2 separate regions of the Zea mays genome follow, and region 2 is linked to region 1. Evidence: chromatin contacts called from public Hi-C data. All regions are on one chromosome and are shown on one strand. The core of a region is the stretch at or near the end of the contact, and the rest is flanking DNA. Distances in the headings are between cores, read along the strand shown. Region 1 holds the start of LOC100216744. Region 2 holds the start of LOC541705 (pyruvate dehydrogenase 2).

What was found. Hi-C and Micro-C count contacts between places; a contact is called where the count stands out from the background.
Region 2: a contact with region 1 is called in a Hi-C map of bundle sheath, with 2.3 times the contacts expected there. The contact joins the promoter of LOC541705 here to the promoter of LOC100216744 in region 1. A contact is called at or near these places in 3 of 25 Hi-C or Micro-C datasets (bundle sheath, endosperm and tassel).

What each region holds. Positions count from the first base shown.
Region 1 is chr1:199,459,857-199,463,827 of Zm-B73-REFERENCE-NAM-5.0, reverse strand. It overlaps LOC100216744, which reads right to left and starts at 2,167. Exons shown (of 7, transcript NM_001157492.2): 1 at 1,824-2,167. The coding sequence starts at 2,123.
Region 2 is chr1:199,725,388-199,728,788 of Zm-B73-REFERENCE-NAM-5.0, reverse strand. It overlaps LOC541705 (pyruvate dehydrogenase 2), which reads right to left and starts at 1,937. Exons shown (of 14, transcript NM_001111444.2): 1 at 1,598-1,937; 2 at 1,451-1,525; 3 at 264-344; 4 at 153-179; 5 at 1-46. The coding sequence starts at 1,636.

The DNA.
Region 1 (3,971 bases), core at 918-3,417:
TGAGTTGATGATTTTATAATTTAATGGAGATGACACCAATGGTTGTTTTGTTTAGATCCGCTCCTGACCACCAGATCAGTGGTAAGTACCCAAGTACCACATGTATGTAAACAGAAACACCTCTGGTATCTGCATATTTGATAAGGAACACCTTGAAACCCCGACATTTTTTTTTGCAAACTACTCCCTTCGTCCAAAAATCTTCATCTGAGCCTCCCTCACCGAGCCTCCCTCACCGAGACCAAGGAAGCCTCTCCGTTTGCATGGTTTCCATTTAATGGTCGCTGTAAACTTAATTACCTGGCATTGTTTATGTTTTCCCAACGCAAGTATCCGTGACGGGAGGGACGGATCGAAGAGTCGCGGGTGGCCGGAGATGAGATGAAAGTGTGGTCCCTAGCTTATACGATGTGTATTCTTGGAAGTTTTTATTTTGCTCAGACAATGGAGGTTTTTGGACGGAGGGAGTATAAATCCACAACACATGCACACTCACCCTTATGAGCATCTTTGAAGATTAGACCAACAAATCCGTGAATCCATGACCTGATGTGCTACTAAGGATCTTTTTGGTTCAGTTGTATGTTCCTAAAAAACTGGTTCTAGTTGTAAGCTATGAGGAATAAGAGCATGACGACATAGCAATCTAGCAGGAGGGACACCGCTCTGCCTTTCGGACAAGCTGATTTGATAGCAGGCCATCATCAGTGAGGTTGCGGTTTGCCGTGCCACAGAGGTCCTACATCCGCAGCGATAGGCCCAAGTATCGTGGTTGTAGTCACATCGGCTCCAGCGCGTGCATGGTGTCCTACACGAGCAGCACGCATGGCGGCAGCAGTAGCTAAAGCAATAGATGGTGTGTCATTGTTTTCCATGGGTATGGAGTGTCGCCGTCACCGAACATCAAAGTGGGGGCTAGGGAGGTGTTGAAGAGGCAACGTCGAATTGGGACAGGCGACATGGATGGGCGATGAGCAATGCAGAAGGATCGATGGGGAATAGGTGCGACGATTTAGTGGTGGCTGAACCGTGTCGCCGGCCGCCGAAGTCGGGTGCATGGAGGCGGTGGCAACCCTAGCTGATGCTTGGTGCTTGGAGGTGTCGTCGGGATGGGAGTGGAGTGGTGAGTCGGGTCGGGGGGAAATGATCCGATCCACCATGGTAGATGGGTACTAGGAATCTGGAAATTCTAGGGTGGAAGGAGATTCTTGAATGAACTAGAGAAATCTACAGATTTTCAGGAACCTATTCATCTCTTGTACCTCTTTGATTATACTTATATGGTTGACATTTCATAATTTTGACAGTAAATCTGCATCAGAAACCTGAACAATGTGACTCTTTCACGCTTTCATGGCAAAATAGCATGTATACAGTTAGTCCACCACCACCACCGTTGTTGTAAAAGCATGTGTACCAGGACTCGAATAGAGGTCGCAATATGCTCACACATTACCGGATGCCCGGATCGGGACGGAGACTAATCATTTTCACAATCCAGTCAGCTCATGTTGCTTATTTGCTTCCTTCTACTACTATTTGGCTAGCCAGAAACCTCAAACCTTAGCATATGCGAGTAAAGCACTGCAACCATATGATACCCCTACACTACACATCCAGGTCCCAACTGGAGGAGGGAGAATGGTCATGGAGGTCGGTGGCAGACGCAAGTTGCATCCACCGGAGCACGCGTTTCGATTATTGCGTCGGGCCCAGCCGCCCACATTTTTTAATACCATTTTTGCATCGCAATGCTGTGGTGGTGTAACTGCAAACTCCAATCCAAATCCGAACAAGGTCCCAAACGAGACAGCAAGGCGCACCTGGACGTCGAACTCGACGAAGGCGACGGCAGCATGTGCGGCGGCTCGGCCGAAGGAGAGCAGCGTGTTCTCCCGCTCCCTGGCGGCCCCGAAGCGCGCCCCGGGCGGTGCCCCCACCGCGTTCATCCCCATCCCGCGGTGGCCGCCCACCACCATCCCCCGCTCCGCCACCAGCGCGAACGGCAGCTCCAGCTCCCTCCTTCCGTCGGCCGCCGCAGACGGCAAATACGAGGAAGCGCTCGCCGCGATCCGGCAGAGCCTCACCGCCGCGCGGGTCGCCGCCGGGCCCGGGAGCGCCATTTTGGCTCCCCGCCCCGCCCGCGTCGTGCCCGTTTCCTGATTTGGCAGCGCTGGTTCCAAAATACTCTTTTTTTTGAAACATTTTTAGACCCCGCAACCGCCGCCGCCGGGCGGGCCAGGCGACGAGAGCGACGGCTCGCAGAATGTTCCGCCGCGGCGCGAGTTTATCCGGAAGCATATTCTGTTTGAACCGACAGAATATTCTTACTAGCGTCTGGAGTCAAACTGCAGTTGACAGTTGAGTGGCTGGACGCCGGCGGCGTGCGGTGGCAGCGTGCGCGAGTAGGAGAGGCACGGGCGGGAGTAGGCTGGACAAAAAACTCGAAACTTATATCTCGCTCGACTCGGTTCGTCACTGGCTCGACTCGATTCGTTTGTATTCTGTAATGAGTTAAGCCAGTGTTTTAGTTCGGTTCGTTAACAAGCTGGCTCGAGCTAGCTCCTGAGCTGCTCGCGAGTTAGACGAGCTAAGTCAACAACCCAATAGCCTATACAGCTTAAAAAACCCAAGAAAAAACCCTAAGACATCTAGATGGACAAATAATTTTCACCCTACAAAACAGTGAGTCTGCGGACCGTGATTCTACGGTCGGTGACAACAACTGCGCTGCGAGTCTTCGAACTTGTGGCTCTTTAGTCCCGAGCCCTAACAAATCATCGTTGAAACAATGTGTGGTGACAAGTAGCTAGTAGTTATTCAACATTTTACTTATTTATTGTAGGACTGTACATTGAATTTCAATTAAAGAGGTATTCATTTGATGTTGGTGTTTACCTATCAGGTTTAAGAGAGTATACCATTAGATACCTAGAGTGGAGGACAAGTAGATTTTGTCTTTGTGTCTATTTTCATGCTAGTTTTAAAATTATATCTTGGTGACCTTTTTAACTAGAGAGTGGAAATTGATGTGTTTAAGTCTATAGATTATGAGCCTACGATGGATTGTTGTATTTGATGTGCAAGTCGATATGTGGGCATGTCACATGTGGATGCATACTTGCATTGCATATTAATATTTTGGATTGATAGAGTGTTGCCTAGATTAGACATGGAGATATGAAATAGAAGTATTAAACTATGAATTATGGAAGTGGTTTAAATATTTATTTTCTTATTTTACAATGTATGCTATTGTCATATATATGTTTATCTACTACTACTCTATAAGACAGCAGTGTGGGCGTCCACACCTGTGTATGCCCCCGCCTCCACCCCACCCACTCTGCGCCATCCGCGCCCCACACATCCCGTCTCCGGCGCTGCCGCTCCCGCAAGTAGACGCCGGACCCATGCCCACCCGCACAACCTGACATCCCCGTTCTCCTCCGAGCGTGCACCGGACGCCTGCCATCTTTGCCTCCCTCCCGTCCGGCCCTCCCCATCGCGAGCGCGCTCTGAATCGTGTCTCCGCCCCCAGCCGCCGCCTTTAATCTCCACACCGAATGCGGAGGGAGCTCCAATCTCCGCTCTTTCTTCCAACGCTTTGCACGAGCCGAGGCCTATCCACCTCTCGCTCGAATTCATCTTCCTCCTCCCTAGATTGCACGCGCTCTCCTGCTCCATGCCGCACATACCCCACGCCTCTGCTAGACCGAGCGATGGGAACCACGGTGATGACTATGTGCAGTCGTTGTTGCTTCTTCCCACCCTATTGCGAGGCATACCATCCGGCGGCGAGGCCCTTTTTGATGGAGCGGTGTGGTAGTCGTGAAGGCCGAGGCTGCATTGCGAGGGCAGTGGAGGAGCTGGGCGACGTGGTCAGACGAAGGCAGGGCAAAGCCACCTCCAGCAGCGACGAGGTTGCATCGCGAGGGCGGTGGAGGAGCTGGGCGACGAGGTCAGACGAA
Region 2 (3,401 bases), core at 688-3,187, 270 kb before region 1:
CGAGAACCCTATCGGGGCCATACTTGTCAAGCAAACCCTTGGATATCTGCAACAATGAAGAGAAGCTTAATACCGGCAACATTTGTATATTACTTTTCAGTTGCCACGGGGAGGGAAAAAATGAAGCATAAATCTTTGGAAATATTACTGACCTTGTATGCACCTTGGTACTCGCCAACCTACCATAGACACAACAATTATTAAACCACAAGAAGCAAAGGGACACAAAAATAAACAAGTGCAGGTAGTGGTACTGGTGGTACCTCTTCTCCCATCAAGAAAACAGAAGGGTCTGCCGACATTTCTTCATCTAATGCGGTATTCAATGCTTCCCGTACAGTTATCTAAATAAGCAAAAGAGTGGCTGTGTAAAACTTCCCGGCAAATGTCAAGGTCATGACATAGTATATCTGAAGAGAACCAAGCCACCTAGAAGAACGAATAGGGGGTGTTTGATTTTAGAAATCAATACATCCAAAGACAAGTCTATTCCTCAAATTTGGTGGGATAACCTTATTTCTCATGTTAGTACTAGCTAGCTAACTATGATGAATGAAGTAGTAATGGATCAACTTATTCCATTCCACAAACCAAACAAAAAAATGTGAAGTGAGAAAATGATGAACTAGCTTATTTCTCAAACCAAACACCCTATAACTGTACCAACTATCCCTGAGATCTCGAGTTATAATCCAGACAATCAGAGATCACACTGGATAAACCACTGAATCACCAAAATCAACTCATTACACTACTGCCAGTTCAGTTATTTCAAAGTTGGTTAACTTTTTTTCAGGTACGAAGCATCCACCACCTGGTACCTGGCATCTAGTCAGCATACACTGTTCGCTCACCCAGCATACACTGTTCACTCCCCCAGCATAGGTAGAGTACGGAGTACCGCACCATACAGTCCCCGTCTAACGTCAGGTGCTCTTCACACACGTAAACAGTATCACCAGTGCACAACCCATAATGTACACAAATGCAGTTTGTTTGCCAACGCAAGCAAATTAATCATCTACTATCAGTCTGATAGACAACTGCCCTACGACCCAACCACTTAGATTCCCCTCACCTACCCGCTTCCCTGTACAGCTACTGCCATCCATCTGTTTCCGATCAAGGTCGACAACGAGCACCGGTCACCATCAACCAGTATCCACCACCATTTAAATCTATCTCAGAAAAGGAAAGAAAAAAAGGTTTCGAAAATCTAGTCGCGAGGAGAGAATTTCGCAGTCGCAGGAAAAGTAAAGCATCTAACAGCACAATCGGCGAGGCGCGACACGGGTCGCAGCGAAGAGCCAATCTACCGGAGCGCTGGCAAACGTATTGGCGGCGGCGGGAAAGGCCGGGAGCCGGCAACGAAACGGTCCCCGTATTCGGCGACACGGCACACGCGACGCGACGCGACGCGCGGAAGTCGCGAGGAGAGAGTAGCGCTCACCTCCTTGGCCGCGGCGGAGTAGGTCCTGGCGGGAGCGGCGGCGGGGCGGAGGGCCTGCGCCAGCTGGGCGAGCACCTGCGGGGAGAGAAACGGGTCACGGTGAGAGCGAAGCGAGGGCGGGGAGCCCGGTGGCGGGAGAGCACTGACGCATCCGGATCCGAGCCGCCTCCGCGCGACGCCCAGCATCTCCGACGCGATCGGCTGGGGGTTGGAGGTTGGTTGGCGACGGGGAGGAGGGAGGGGAGGCCTGGGACTGTGAGATGAATGAGGGGAAATTATAATATGATGATAGGCGTTGCTCGATTTGGCTTAGCGTGGTGTGTATCTGTGATGTGTCTGGGAGCCCCCGATCGCCAGACGGGATCGAGGGGGATGCGGCGGCGGCGGCGGCGGGGTAGGTGGGTCGTGTGGGAGTCGCTCTCGGCGACTTGGGTTGCTCTTCTGGAGGCGAGCGGCCGTCTCTGCCGGGAGCCGGGAATGGTTAGGCCCTGTTCGGTTAGCAGTGGATTGAGGGGGATTAGTGTCTATATAAATTTAGGTCTTGTTCGTTTACGTCGGATAACAACCTGAATCGTTCTAGCTAATCAAAGTTTATATAAATTAGAAAAGCAATCCGGTTAGGATCCGTTCCGACCCATCAATCCGGTACAAACGAACAAGGTCTTAAACCCCTTCAAACCGAACAAGTTTATGGGGGTTGGGCACGCACGGGAGCCGGGAGCCAGGATGCGCACGCAGCTGGTCGGTCTGGCCTGATGAACTACCGGTTGAAAAAAAAACGTAAACAAAATTTAGAAATGGGGAAAATATGAATTCTCTCTCTCTTTTTTTCTAAACTACCTACGCAGGAATATAAAGTGTGTGGCGGGACGAATACATTCATACTTATTTTTTACAAAAAATGTAGTAATCGTCAATACGAGACAGAAAACCTAGTTGCAGGTTGCCGTCATCCTTTATTTTGGCTCATTGGCTGAGATGACATGACGTCTCCTGGCCCTGGTGCACAAATCGGAGGGACAGGAACGTCGATGGGGACCGGGCATCTGGCCAGCGCCGCGGCCGAAGGCCACCAGCCAAGCCAGCTGCCCCCCGTCCGTTGGGGGCGTGCAGGGGCCGCCGGAGCGACGGAGCGTTGGCGTGCGCGCGTCCATCCTTCACCGTTCGGACTGCGACGTCGGCGAACCGTTCGGCACCTGGCGGCGCTTTGCATTGCTGCTCGGTAGACTGTTCTACAGCCGCTGCCGCGGGCTGTTTCTCACGAAACACTGTTACTAACTTACTGTATGTCTTATCTGCACCAGCTGCGGTCAGCGAATATTGGGACCAGATAGGTTTCAACTTTCAGAGGTGTATTTGCTTGGTTTACAGCAGAAGCAGTGGCCGTGTATTTGCTTGAGAGACGTCAAGAGCAGAAGAGCTGAATATTGGAGCGCAGCGGCGGAGCCAGACCGATTGTTCTATTCATCCAATCAAATGGATGCACACTATTTTTTACTAGTAATTGGCTTTTCGACAAAGTTGGTGTCGAAAATGTCTCTCAAAGGAATACTTTTGACATTCAAAAAATTGTGTACGTACTTTCTAACTATAATCCAAAAATGGCAGAAAACCAGGTTTGAAAACTATCTTTATAAAATTTAGAGAATTCTAAAACAGTCGTTGGGCACAACTATATCTCAGAAAGCTCAATCCAAATTCACGTATCCTTCTATTTCTTTCTCTTCCATTTTTTTGCCCAGTCCTCTTTTTTTTTCGGACCAAAAATTGACGAAGCCCACCAACCTCCTCGCTCGGCCTTTTAAGCCCACGTAGACCAGCCCACTTGCGCCTCCTTTCCTCTCCCTCTTACAGCCAGCCGGTGCAAGGCCTCTTAGGGTAAAGCCCGGGCACGAGCCCAGATTAACTGGCCTTCGGGTCCGGCACTGTTGGACTTGGAGCGGACCTTCTT